Regions from separate parts of the Sus scrofa genome. Here region 1 is linked to region 2. The links are chromatin contacts, called in public Hi-C maps. All regions are on one chromosome and are shown on one strand. Each heading gives the region's core, a stretch centred on a gene start, on an enhancer-like site or on the middle of the called end of the contact. The rest is flanking DNA. Distances are from core to core; before and after follow the strand shown.

Region 1 (6,884 bases), core at 3,850-6,349, 110 kb after region 2:
GAGAAACAGGTAAGGCAGTGTCTCTAGGACAGGAGAGAACTGGTTGGGTGGGCTGGGGCAGGGGCTCAGTGGGGAAAGGAGTCAGTTAATCTTTTAAAGCAAGTCCATCGAAAGCATGGAGAACACACTTCCCTTGCTGCTTCAACCCCATTGATTACATCTGTTGCATGGTGTCAAGTCACTGGAAACTCACATTCTGAGGAGGGAGGCGTGTGCAGAGAGGCACAACGTAGGAAAGCTGGTCAGGGAGTCTGAATTGGGAGCAGATTTAAAATTGTGTTTTCCGGAGTTCCCGTGTGGGGCAGTGGTTAACGAATCCGACTAGGAACCATGAGGTTGCAGGTTTGATCCCTGGCCTTGCTCAGCGGGTTAAGAATCCAGCATTGCTGTGAGCTGTGGTGTAGGTCAAAGACAAAGCTCAGATCCCGCATTGCTGTGGCTCTGGCGTAGGCCGGTGGCTACAGCTCCAATTAGACCCCTAGCCTGGGAACCTCCATATGCCGCAGGAGCGGCTCAAGAAAAGGCAAAAAGAGGAGTTCCCGTCATGGCGCAGTGGTTAACGAATCCGACTAGGAACCATGAGGTTGCGGGTTCGATCCCTGCCCTTGCTCAGTGGGTTAACGATCCGGTGTTGCCATGAGCTGTGGTGTAGGTTGCAGACGCATCTCAGATCCTGCATTGCTGTGGCTCTGGCGTAGGCCGGTGGCTACAGCTCCGATTCAACCCCTAGCCTGGGAACCTCCATATGCCGCGGGAGCGGCCCAAGAAATAGCAACAACAACAACAACAACAAAAGACAAAAGAAAAAGTCAAAAAGACAAAAATAAAAAAATAAAAAATAAATAAAAAAAAAAGAAAAGGCAAAAAGACAAAAATAAAATAAAATAAAATTGTGTTTTCCTCATGGAGTTCCCACTGTGGCACAATGGGTTAAGGATCTGACTGCAGAGAGGTCCAGGTCACTGAGGAGGCTAGAGTTCTATACCTGGATAAAAGCAGTGGGTTAAAGGATCTGGCGTTGCTGCAGCTGTGGCTGGGATTCAATCCTTAGCTTTCCGTATATTGTGGGTGTGGCCATTAAAATAAATAAATCAATCAATCAAACTGTTTTTCTCAATGAACTAAGCATAACAGAATCCCACAGCAGATCCTAGAGCTCAATTTTGTCACACATTTTATGTCTTTGTTAGAGAAATGTCTGTTTAGGTCTTCTGCCCATGTCGGGTTGGTTGTTTTGTTGTTGTTGAGTTGTGTGTGTTGTTTGTATATTTTGGAAATTAAGTCCTTGTCGGTTGGATAGTTTGCAACTATTTTCTCCCATTTTTTTGGTAATCTTATCTTTTTTTTTTTTTTAATGGCTTCTTTGACTGTGCAAAAGCTTATAAGTCTGATTAGGTCCCATTTGTTTATTTTTGTTTTTATTTCTTTTGCCTTGGGAGACTGATCTAAGAAAACATTTGTATGGTTTAGATCAAGAATGTTTTCATGGCTCTCGGGCCACAAGAGCCAGAGAGGCTAGTTAAGCAGAGGAAAACCACGGAAACCACGATTTCCCTTTTGTAAGACCCTCCCGTTGCTCCTTGGCCTTCATCTCTCATTAACATGCTGCCACCTGGTGTCCCCCCCAACAAACTGACACCAAATATTCTCTGAAACATGAATTCATTAGAGGGAAAGTGCCTTCCTTTCTGGCATTTGCAGCAGCCATCAGCTAAGCCAAGCTGTGCACTGACCAGTGCCTCCAGGACTATGGAGGAGGAAGGAGCCCACGACCTGGTAAGGCACGCAGGATGGGGCATAAGGCCAAGCGAGGTTATCTCATACATCAGATTCAAATGCACCACGATGGCCCCAAACACCCAGTTCCTAAGGGTGCCACCTATGGTAAACCTGTCCACCATGGTGTCAACCAGCTAAAGTTTGCTGGAAGCCTTCCTGGATTCTTACTGGGTTGGTGAAGATTCAATGTACAGATTCTTTGAAGTTATCCTCATTGATCCATTCCATAAAGCTATCAGAAGAAATCCTGGGAGCTCCCATTGTGGCTCAGTGGTAATGAAACCAACTAGTATCCATGAGGACACAGATTCAACTGCTGGCCTCGCTCAGCAGGTTAAGGATCTGGTGTTGCTGTGAGCTGTGGTGTAGGTCACAGATGCAGGTTGGATCCCATGCTGCTGTAGCTGTGGCCTAGGCCAGCAGCTGCTGTAGCTCTGATTGGACCCTTAGCACGGGAACTTCCATATGCTGCTGGTGCGGCCCTAAAAAGAAAAAAAAAGAAGAAATCCTGACACCAAGCCAGTGCACCAGCACAGGGAGATGCGCAGGCTGAACCTCTGTCAGCAGAAAGAGCTGTGGCCTTGAGAGGGGCCCCAAGTTCCACCATACTATTCATAGGTCTTGCCTTCTAGCTTGAAGGAGGTGCAATACTCTCCAGCTCCACCGTTATCGCTTATAAAAGTAAATATTTTTTTGTCTTTTTAGGGCCACACCCACAGCACATGGAGGTTCCCAGGCTAGGGGTCGAATTGGAGCTGCAGCCTACGCCACAGCCACAGCAATGCCATATCCGAGCCTCATCTGCGACCTACACCACAGCTCACGGCAACACTGGATCCTTAACCCACTGAGCGAGGCCAGGGATTGAACCCGTAACCTCATGGTTCCTAGTCAGATTCGTTTCTGCTGCACCAAGACAGGAACTCGTCAAGGGCCTCTTTTAGGAAGGCATTAAGGCCATTCCTCTCCCAGAGGCCCCACCTCCTAATACCAAACATCACCTTGAGCATATGAACATATCAACTTGAGGAAGCACAAAACTTCAGACTTTAGTATTTTACTAAGGAAAGACCTGAGGGAAGAGTTTTCCAAGCAGCAAATAGCTTATGCAAAGCCCATGTTAATGAAACTGACTAATTCTAGAAATTCTAAGAGCTAAATATGGTGAAAGCGATGTTGTGCATGAGGTAGAAGCAAGGCCATGACAGTTCCATGAATGATTTCAAAATACTAGAATAAATATAAATTAAAACTCTGGAGTTCCCATTGTGGCTCAGTTGGTTAAGAACCTGACATAGTATCCGTGAGGATGCAGGTTTGATCCCTGGCCTTGCTCAGTGGGTTAAGGATCTGGCATTGCTGCAGTGCAGTGTAGGTCACAGATGCAGCTTGGGTCTGGTGATGCTGTGGCTGTGGTGTAGGCCTACAGCTATAGCTCTGATTTGACCCCTAGCCCAGGAACTTCCATATGCCACAGGTGCCGCTATAAAAAGAAAAAAATGAGGGGGGGGGAATATCCTTTATCATAGCAGTCCCTCTTCTAAATATTTTCCCCACAGATATACCTTCCCATGTACACACAGATAGCCCTTGGGGTCTGTAGCATTATTTGTGACAGCAAACTTGTGCAACAAGGGAGAATGTGGGCTAACTACTGTCTAAACAACCAACCAAATTTCCAGCTTTGGCCTGCAATGGGTGGTGGAGACACTGAATATTGCCTCTGAACTGAGAAGAAACCTTGAGACTGAAAGATGAAGCAGACAGGAGTTCCCGTCGTGGCTCAGTGGTTAACGAATCCAACTAGGAACCATGAGGTTACGGGTTCGGTCCCTGCCCTTGCTCAGTGGGTTAACAATCCGGCGTTGCCGTGAGCTGTGGTGTAGGTTGCAGACGTGGCTCGGATCCTGCGTTGCTGTGGCTCTGGCGTAGGCCGGTGGCTACAGCTCCGATTGGACCCCTAGCCTGGGAACCTCCACATGCCGCGGGAGCCGCCCAAGAAATAGCAACAACAACAACAACAACAACAACAACAAAAAAGACAAAGAAGACAAAAAAAAAAAAAAGAAAGAAAGATGAAGCAGACAACTTTATAGTGCAATGCTGAATTTTATTTTAAAAAATGCAGGATTGCATTATAGATACAGGCAGGATGGGCAGAGGGGCCATCCACAGGCATTCGCAGCTGCTTTCCTTGCTGCCCAAGGCCTGCAGGGAGACCTAAATGCATCAAAGTAAAAATAGAATCTGACTAGTGGGGAGAAGTACATTCCATGGAAAGGAACTAGAGGTTTCTTTGGGGGGGGGGCTGTGGGAGGTGGGGGAGTGTCTCATGATCTGCAAGCACTTGTTCCAGCTTTCACATCAGATGAAGGCCTGGGTAAAGAGTGACCGGGAGCTTATCTGGCCGGGTGCATTCCTTGTGAGTGAGCTAAAATTCAGGCACCCTGACAGGGAAAGGGCAGCACTGTGGCAGAGGTGGAGCTGACCAAACAGGGTCCGGTATGGTTCTGCCATACAACCAGGTAAATGAGGCCACTGTCCCCCCCAGGTGCTGGCAGGGATGACAAGCCTGCCTGCCCAGTCCTGGCCTAGTACGTTGTCCCTCTATCCCACCTGTCAGCACCAACTCACTCTCAAGTGTCGATGTGTCAACAACAAACTCAGGACCACCAGCCAGGCGTCGAAGGGGAGGCCAGCACAGAAATGCCCAGACGCCTTCAAGTAGGCACAAACACCAAAACCTGCACACAACCACACAGCCTTGCCCAGACCTGACACATGCGCGCAGCCATACTGCATTGGCCAGACTCAGTCACATGTGCACAACAGCAGCAAAGGAAACTTGGGATCAGGATGCACTCATGAGACAGGAGTGCAGGGGATGCAGGGGCAGCGCTGAGTGAGAGGGGCTGCTTGGACCACTGACCCGGCCAGAAGCTGGAGTCCTTGGCAGCTTCTAGGAAGAGACAAGAAAGTGAGTCAGGAATAGGAGAGGTTTGGTGGCATTGCCTGTCTTCTTGTATTTTCTGTTCTGTATTAGCTCAAGGGGAAAAAGGACTTTGGCGGTGGGGGGGACCTGAGGAAAACGAAAACTTCCACAGCTAGTCATGGTCAAGGCTATAGGGGTGACTGCCAGGAACTACAAAGGCCTACAAGCGGGGCCAGGAGCTGGGGCCACAGCTAAGACCCCCACTTCCGAGGGAACACCGACTAGGCTTCGGGCGCGGGCCCATGGGGTGGGGGGAGAGCACGAGCCTTCACGACCGGGAAGGGCACAGCGCCTGCGCACTGGGCCGCCCCGCCTACACGCTGCGCCTGCGCACTGGGCTGACGCGCGGTGCACGTGGGCGGGACCCGGCTCCAGGTCTGCTGCCGGTAGCCGGGGGGTGGAGGCCTCGCGGACGCCGGCGGGGGGGAGTGCGGAAAGGCGTCCTTAGCTGCCCGTGCGCTCCCCGGGGGCCGGCGCTTTGCTCAGCGGATGGGGCACAGAGACCTGCAGGGTAAGCAAAGAGCCGGGGCGCCTGCGGGTTCGTCGGCCCCGGGATAGCTATGGTTGTGGCCTCCGGGGCACGGTTCGCTGCTCCCTGAGGAAGGGAAGGGACGGGGCGCGGGGCGGGGGGGAGCCTCTAGGCATAGACCCAGCGCCTGGCACCTCCCCAGTCTCGAGCGGCAGCGCCGGGAGGCGGCCTCAGGATCACTGGCACCCTGAACTCCGCTGTTCTGTGGGGGGCGGGATCCGTGTTCTGGCACTGCTGAGCTCCTCCAGCACCAGGGAGCCCGAAGCCTTCATTCATTCTGCATCTCAGCCCCTCTAGCTCGGTGTCCAGGAGAATCTGTCGGGTCAGGACAGGCAGGAGAAAAGCCCGTTTCAGCTTACAGGGAAATAAGCGGTGTTTGTTCCCGTGCTTTAATTTCGGGTGGGTTTTCAGCATGTATGGCAGTCATTTGCACGCAGGGTCCTTTTGTGTACTTTAACCTTGAAGAAACTGGCCTACGGATCTAAATTACATAGAACTTGAATTTCACAAGCTGACCTGCCATCTGCTGCTCCTAGAAAGCTACCGGTGGGATGGAGCAGGCACAATCAGACATCACTCCCACCGCTCCACACCCGGGATTTCCCCTCCAACCCCTGCCTCCCAGTACCAGGGGAGCCCCCACCCCCCACCCCCGCCCCGCCCGGTGGGCCAGCTGGAAGCAAGGTTGGCTCAGCCAAGCCTCTGTTTGCCTTTGTGCACATACATCCTGCCCCACCTCGCAGCCTACTCCTCCTTCCCCACCTTCCTTATAGCCTTGTTCTAGACAATTCTTTAAAGAACAAAACCAGACTAAATTGAGTTGTTTTCATTAGTGATCTTCCGAGGAGAGCCACTCTAGTGTTAGTGGTGTCACAGAAATGTGATTTGCCCCTCTTGCAGGTGTTTTAGCTCTGAACAAGCACCTTCCCCACCCCTACCCCGGAATGAAATTGGTTTTAGGTTCCAGCCTCAAGGACATGTGGGCCAGACTGTTCCTGGCTCTATGCCTCTTCAGTGTTATGTTTGGCCTCTGTTTTAATAATTATGTATACATAACTTCATGTGTGTGTTGGTTGTCTGAAGCAGTCTTACGTTCACAGGGAAAGTGAAGTGATGAAGCTCACTTGACTTGGAGACAGAGGCAGAAACTCCTCTGTGCCTTTCAGCGTGCCAGCTGTGTGACCCCAGGCAAGTGCCCATCCAGACACTTGGGGCTTTGGTGCTGCGGGGAGGCAAGTCACCTTGTGTTGTAATTAAGTGCTGGCCCTGTGTGCCTCTGATAACAAGATATCGCATATTTAAAGGGGCATTTTTTAAATGGGTAGACAAATTTAATTAAGAACAGCCTTTGGAGTTCCCGTCGTGGCGCAGTGGTTAACGAATCCGACTAGGAACCATGAGGTTGCGGGTTCGGTCCCTGCCCTTGCTCAGTGGGTTAACGATCCGGCGTTGCCGTGAGCTGTGGTGTAGGTTGCAGACTCGGCTCGGATCCCGAGTTGCTGTGGCTCTGGCATAGGCCGGTGGCTACAGCTCCGATTCGACCCCTAGCCTGGGAACCTCCATATGCCGCCGGAGCGGCCCAAG
Region 2 (7,233 bases), core at 2,106-4,605:
ATAAAAACCTGGGTTTCCAGCTTCTCTTGAAAAGTTGTGAGCTCCAGCCCCAAGGCTTCAGGGCGACTTGTCCACAGCCCTCGGACCAGCTGCTGGAAGAACCAGGGCCGTGCTCCCCTGGCATCTGAGCCAGTACACAGGTCCTCATAGTGCATGCTCCAGACACACTTATTTCAGCCCAAGGTTCATAACTTTTTGGCAGGCCCACCTCCCTGGCAGCTCCTGCAATTCAGAGTCAACTACAATTCTGTCCCTCCTCCACGTCACTCAAACAGCAGGCCCTCCATTTATCATAACCATTTTCAGTGCCTAAGAGCTGAAAGTGCTCATCCTACTCTCTTGCCCAATCTATGCTGACACATCCCGAAAGACCAGCAATCGCCCTCCCAGGGGCCACTAGGAAACCAACTGCTTTGCCCAACCTCTACACCTGCATTTGAAACTTCCTACGGCCTCCAAAGCAAGAGAGCGAGCACAGTGATGCAACAGGACTGCCTACTGTTAGCTCAGCCACAAATGAGGAAATCCTGGGACTGCACCAGCCAAATGTGAAGGGCCTCGAGTCAAGGACTCAAATCCTGCCCAACAGGCTCTGGGAGGTCAAAAAAGACCTGCAACTTTCACTGAAAATCTGCTACGCCCAAATCCACAGAACAGAATCCCAGGTGCCAAGGTGATTCTGGGAGCCTGAGGGTCACACAAAACAGCCCTGTCCTTTCAAGTGACTGCACCATACATTTGTTCGCTTTTCATATTCCTTTAAACTGGGGCTCCTACGTTGTAGGCATCTTTGCTTCAGCACCGAAAACAAATTTAAAACAAGGTAAAACAGCAATCTGAAAACACACACACAGGAAAAGTGCTGAGAAAACTCCAGATTGCTGGCTCCTCACAACCTGGTGAATTGACAGCCCCAGCTGTTTTTCCACACTGCCTCCCTTACACCTCAGTCTTAAAGAGGAAAAAGGAAAACAGACCTAAAAGATTTTTAATTAGACTAAAATCCTTTAGAGGTTTATTGAAAAAGCAGAGATAAGTTTTCAACTCTTCACTCCTAAGTAGTTACATATGGATATTAAACAGCTGTTCTCTCTTCCAAAACAAAAGGGTTACAATCACTCTGTCAATAAAGTTTCTAAACCATGTGGGGAAACTGATGCCAGATAACTCATGACAAGCCTGCACTGAGGTAAGAACACTCAGCGCATCTACAAGCCACAATGAATGAAAGCTTACAGCTCAGCTACAGAAACTCAAGAGCTCTGGCATAAAATCTTATTTCCAAAGCACAGTTTTAAAAATAGGCTTCCCATTGTCCAGCTGCCAATTCTGTCCTTCTTTCATTTTTTCATGTCTCTTGTGACTTGATTCTTCTGTAACTTTACAGAAATCGTGTCACAACCTCACCAGTAAAACAGAGCTAAGACCACCTTTCATGCCAAGAGTCAGGAGACTGAGCAAGGTATCGCTAGGTGTCCCTTCCACTAAAACTACTGCCCTGCTTCTGTTAACACCCTTCCAGGCTTGCTTCATTCTGTTTAGCGGGTCAAGTTTACTCTATAGTTATCCTGTTTCTACTTCCTCCAGATTCTTCTACTTTCCCACCATACACAAAGCCCTCCTGTCAGGGTGAACCCTCAACTTTCAAGGTAATTAAGATGACAAACAGATGAACTCCTAGAAACCTCCACAAAGGAAATTAAAATTGAATCACTGAATGATAAAAATAAGGGGGAAAAAACCAAAGAATTACAATATAAATCTAAGAAGGAAGCTGGATAACAAGATCTCTCTTTGAGAGAGACTGTTACAAAGACACAGACTAGGATCAAAGAAGAGAAAAAACAAAACACAGGAAAGCCAAGAAAATGTCTTAAATAAATAGTGCAGAAGGCCCCCAGGGAAAGACCAGCAGCAGGTGAGAACTTAGGACTAACCCTGCCATTGAGGAAGAAATCCCCACAGAGAAAGTGAAAAACAAGTGAATTAACTCTGCTCCTTGCCCTGAGGCCTGGAGCACCCCACACACACACACCCCAAAACAGGTCTCCTCCGGTGCTCTCTGCCCTGCAGGTCCCAACAGACAGGCTTGGGCCAGCTGTTCCCGACTCCTGGGTACTAGAGTATGGCAATGTCCTGTTTGAAGTCTCTGGAGCACAGCACTGCCAGTCCATGCATGTTTGTTTTAAAGGCTCCTCAGTTATCAGCAGATGATTTCACAACACCCACAGTCAAAAGAGTGACCAATTTGTCCTGGTTTGCCCGGGGTTGGCACTGAAAGTTCTACATCCTTAAAACCTCTGAGTCCAAGGCAAACTGGGATGGCTGGTCCTCCTACAGTAAGGACTGTACGTGGAGCCTATTTCCAACCCTTCCTCTGGCCCCAGGACTCATATTACTGAAAAATCCTGTCAATGGCATTTCTAGAGCCAACACTCCTCTCTGCTATGGTGCTCCTTCAAACGTGTTCATCTTATTATCGTCAGTGAATAAATTCAGTCTTCCTTGGCAAAAACTGTCCTGCATTCAGTATACACCACCCCCAGTGGCACCTCAGAAAATACTGCCAATAGTTCTAATAACATGTAAGTCAATCAGTTCCACCCTTTAAATTCGGTCTATGTGGGCCCTCTTGCCCCTTAAAAAAAAAAAAAAAAAAAAAAAAAATTCAAAGTTACCACACTCAGGGCACGAAGCTAAAAAGAGAATTTTAATACTTTCCAAGGCTTAGGCTTCAGTTTTTAACTAACAAAGCAAAGCACATTTAAACTCCGGAAGGCTGGGAGAAGAAGAGGAGGCCAAAGGCCAGGGATTTCTTGTATTAGGCACCGATACTACAGCGCCCTCGGCATCTCCGACCCTACTGGGAAAACGTGCAAGGCTGGACTCTCACAGAAACTGTCCACACGTCCCCTCTGCTCGCGGCTCTTTCTGAAGACGCGGCGAGAAAGGCAGGTGCGGAAGCCGTTCTCCGCGGCCCCGGGCGGCTCCGCGGGCGTCCCTGAGGGAAAGTGCAACCGGGCCGGGGGCAAGGGGGCCCGGGGGCTGGGCAGTGACGCGGCGACCGGCCGAAAGGCCGCAGGTGCACGCGCGGCAGGAACCCGCTTCCTCCCTTGAAGAGAGGCAGCCAGGGATTAAGCGAGGCGTTCGCCACGGTCGCTGCCTCGGAGTCAGGCCCCGCTCCGAGCCCAGCCTACCTGCCGTCCTTGGCCTCTGGGGCCCGGCCGTCATCCGTGACCACCTGCGGCCGCAGGGGCCGGCGCTGCCGCAGCCCATCCGCCTCGCTCATGGTACCAGTGGGACTGCTACCCGAGGGCCGCGCCGCCCGCCTCCTACCCGGCGCACGGAAGTGACGCAGAAGGCCCCACCTCCCCAGGAGAGCGCGGAAGTGACGAGAGTCCAGCCCCTTCCGGCCGCCAGGGCGGGCGCGGCTGCGAGGCACTTCCCGGCAAGTTTGCTCCCGCACACTTTGCAGCCAGCGGCCTTTGGGGCCAGGGCAGCCGTGTTCTCGACCCCCCGGCCCTTCACGTCCTGTCCGACCGCGGCGCGGTGCCCACGCCGGCAGAAGGGACGTGGCCCCACTAGGGGGCTGTTTCGAACCGATGGGGTTACGGGAAAAGGGCCGCCGCCCATGTTCGCCTTTGTGACTGTCAAGCCTACGTTCGACAGTTTGTACGCGTGTGGACGGAGCTGTCTCCGGATAAGTGGACAGAGCCCAGGGCCGTGCACCCGACGGGCCCCCGAGCTCCTCCGAGAAGATCCAGGTCGTCGTGGACAGCTGTGGGGTTTGATGAGCCCTTGGCCGAAGAGGCCATCGGGCTTGTGAGGGCGTCCAGCAGTGACAGAGCTGAAGGTGGGTGGGTTCGGGAAGACACGGGAGGAGGCTTTCTCGGCAGGGAAACCGGGTCATATTACTGTACACCGTCTCCAAAGAAGGTGCTGCAAGTGAAGCCCTGAGAGTCGACTTCTGTGCTGCGCTGGAAGGCGTCCCAGGCGAGCATGCCACGGCCTTTCTGGATGCTGGAGAGCATTGGACTCCCACCTCACTGCCTGCCCCGGCTGGGGGAATGAGGCGTCCCTGTGAAAAGCAGCCACTACTCTTCGGGATCTGGCCCCTTCCTGCCCTGAACTCGGGATTCAGACACTCAGGATTGCTTGCTATTGATAATTCTATGCCTCCCTGGCTTTGTCCACCTTACTCTTTGTGGCAATGCTTTCTGTAACAGCTCTGCTTGGCCAAAACTTTTTATCTCTCAGAATCCACTTTATTTGCTGAAAATCCTTCCCCTGATGTCATAGGCAGGATATCTTCCTTGTTTCTAAGGTACTTTCCACATGCGCCAATTATGGAACTCAGCCTGTTGTAGCCAGGAACATACCTGTACACGAAAATAATAAGTGAGGTTTATTGAACTTGCTGCAGCAAAGGAATGCGCCAGGGCTCGTGTGAGTCTCCTCAAAAGGCTCGTGGAAGGGCCCTCCTGAGATCTGGGACTGGAGTTAGCTGTAGACTGCCTAGGCAGGGATGGGTCAGGATCGGTCACCGGGAGAGTCCCTTGAGAGCAGTGGTCCTGTCTCAGAGGACATGCTCTGCCACATTTGTGTTGCCCAGCCCAGTTTAGTCTACTAAAACTGTGTGTGTCATGGTCAGGCCCACTTTGCTAGCTGTGCTTTGTTTCCTTCCAGTGCCCCAACCCTGTCTCCAACCTAGCTGCCATCCAGTTACTGGCAGGGGGATGGGACCACCAAGATTGATATGACTGGGTATCTTAATCTTCAGCACTGCTGACAGTTTGGGACAGACGAGTCCTTGGGGGAAAGTGGTGCAGGGAAGAGCTGTCCTGTGTGTTGCAGGATGTTCAGCAGCATCCCTGGCCTCCACCCCTTAGATGCCAGTAGCTTCCCACCTAGTCTTGATGGTCAGTGATGTCTCCAAGCATGGTACCAAGTGCCCAGAATCCACTCCCTTCCCTGAGTCAGGCTGAGGCCTGCTTCCGGCTGTGCTGCTTTCCCAGTTGCTTGCTCTTAAGTCACCTGTCCCAGGAGGACCATCCTAGTGATTAGAGGCCGTCATCAAAGTGCTGAGGCCTTCAGTGTCAGCAGCTGGACTCAAAGGTGCTACATGAAAGTGAAAATAAATGCCCCAGGTAGGTGCTGTGCTTTGTGTTGCCCCAGAGTGCTTACACTGAGACAGTGGTTCTCAACTCGGCTGCACATTAGAATCATCTGGGAAGCTTTGAAATCTACTGATACCTGTGTCCCCTTCCAGAAATTCCAGTGTAATTGGTCTGGGGTGTGGCTTGGGCTTGGGAAGTTTTAAAAGCTCCCGGACACTTAAAAAAGCCAAAGCTGAGCATCACTGCTTAGAGAGGAAATGAGAAACACAGAAGTTTCCTGATGGTTCAGCAGGTTAGGGATCTGGCGTTGTCACTGCTGTGGCATGGCCAAAAAAAAATTTTTGTGAAGACATTCCAGTTTGGGTAGGAGGACAGCAGTCTGAGTCCAATGTCCCTAAGGTTAGAGGCCAAGAGGCTTACCCGCTACCACACCACTTTGCCTAGGAACTTAAGACTGCCTGCCTGCAGGAAATGTCTGGGGCAACTCTGGACTGTGGGGACTCAAGCAGGACCCTGAGGGCTTGGGACCCAGAGGAGCTATGGTTTGCCAGTGGGAATACAGATTATGATGAGGAATGGGCTGTCCTGGCTTCCAACATGCAGGCGATTTCCTATCATGACCTTGACGAGTTACCTGGGTGTTTGTTTTATGTCTGTTTGTTAAGCTGTATGTTTATGTTTTGTTTACCTTTCTATGTAATATTTCATCCCCTAAAAATATTTTTTAAAAATCTGTTGCCTAGTTTTATCCAGATCACTTTCTTAAATTGAACTAGAAGGAAAAGCATTAGTGTTGGGCTGAATCAGTGATCCCCAAAATGACACCAGGGCCTGGCCAACTGCAAAACCCAGAAATTGCTGATAGTCTAGATTCACAGACTCTAACCTCCCAAAGGTGTCACCTGCTGACACCATCACTTTAGGGGGAAGAATTTCAGCATGTGAATTTGAACACAGACAATTGTAGCACTCAGCATTCCTTCTGATCTGTGAAGTCCATTCCATTCTCCTTCCAATGTAGACAAATTGGACTCACCTTAGATGTCCATTAATGGTGGTTGTATAAATGCCTAAATTCAGTGGTTTGCATGGGTGCAGTCACTACAAGGAGTGAGATGGGGGGATACTTCTGTTATTTGTGAGGGAACAAAAGGGTACAAAGTAATATGTAAAGGTCCTCAGTGGCCTGTGGGAAATGACTGAGGCAAATGCTGGGATTCACTCTTTCCTATTTAAGGAGCATCAGGCCTGACTTCACGTGATGGCAGGTTAAGTAACAGACCCCCTCACAGGGGGCAGTGATGAACCAAGTACCTAAAACCCCTGCATGAGAACAATGCCAAGCCCAGCATGGTGATGGGGATCCAGGAAGATGTACCCAGGGTCAGGAGCCACTTTCCCAAGTGCATCTGCAGGTCTGGAGGAGGAAGCTGAGAGGTCAGCTGGTTCTTTGTAGGATTCCTCATGAGTCCTGTGAGCTGGGCAGCGGCTGCCCATGGCTTAATTTCCCTCCTTCCCTGACTCACACCCCCCATCCCTCAGGTTTGGCTTTCAGGGCAGTGACCAAGGCAGGAAGAGAGGGTGGATGTGAGAAGTTCCAACATAAGGGACATTCCTGTCCTCAGAAAAGAGAATAACAAAAGCTGTATTTAAAGATAGAATGAATGGTTGAGATATATCCAAAACTGGTTCAAGTGGACATCGAGCCACAGACCCACGAAGCCTTGCAGAGCCCAAGCAGAAGAAATAAAAACAAGTCAATGAAAAATAATACTGTGAAAACCAAAGGCTGCTGGATATGAAAGGATATGTTTGCTTGTTTTCAAACAGCAGCAAAATTTCCAAGCAATGATAAAGGTAAAGCCTCTGTAACTCAGATGGAAGTCACCACTCTCCACCCTCCCCCAAAACCACTGTCTCTTGGGGAGGCTTCCTCCTGACGTGCATTTAGCTTCAGCTTTCCCATCAGGACACCCATTCAGCGGCTCACAAGAAGTTGCCTCAAATGTTCTAAAGCTTAAGTGCTGTTGATGTCCCCCCAGGCTCTCCCAGGAGGGGTCTGAGCATGAGAGTCAAGGGTGGAGTCAGACAAGCTCCATCCAAATCCAGCTGTGCC

The links. A called contact is a pair of places that touch in the nucleus more often than the background predicts.
Region 1: a contact with region 2 is called in a Hi-C map of embryonic fibroblasts, with 2.4 times the contacts expected there. The contact joins the promoter of ENTPD6 here to the promoter of APMAP in region 2. A contact is called at or near these places in 4 of 47 Hi-C or Micro-C datasets (alveolar macrophages, embryonic fibroblasts and heart right ventricle) and 2 of 2 datasets of contacts at active chromatin or transcription factors (alveolar macrophages and skeletal muscle).

What each region holds. Positions count from the first base shown.
Region 1 is chr17:30,903,648-30,910,531 of Sscrofa11.1, forward strand. It overlaps ENTPD6 (ectonucleoside triphosphate diphosphohydrolase 6), which reads left to right and starts at 5,100. Exons shown (of 15, transcript XM_021077672.1): 1 at 5,100-5,282; 2 at 6,401-6,488.
Region 2 is chr17:30,791,647-30,798,879 of Sscrofa11.1, forward strand. APMAP (adipocyte plasma membrane-associated protein) reads right to left here and starts at 3,356. Exons shown (of 9, transcript XM_001927087.7): 1 at 3,198-3,356. The coding sequence starts at 3,289.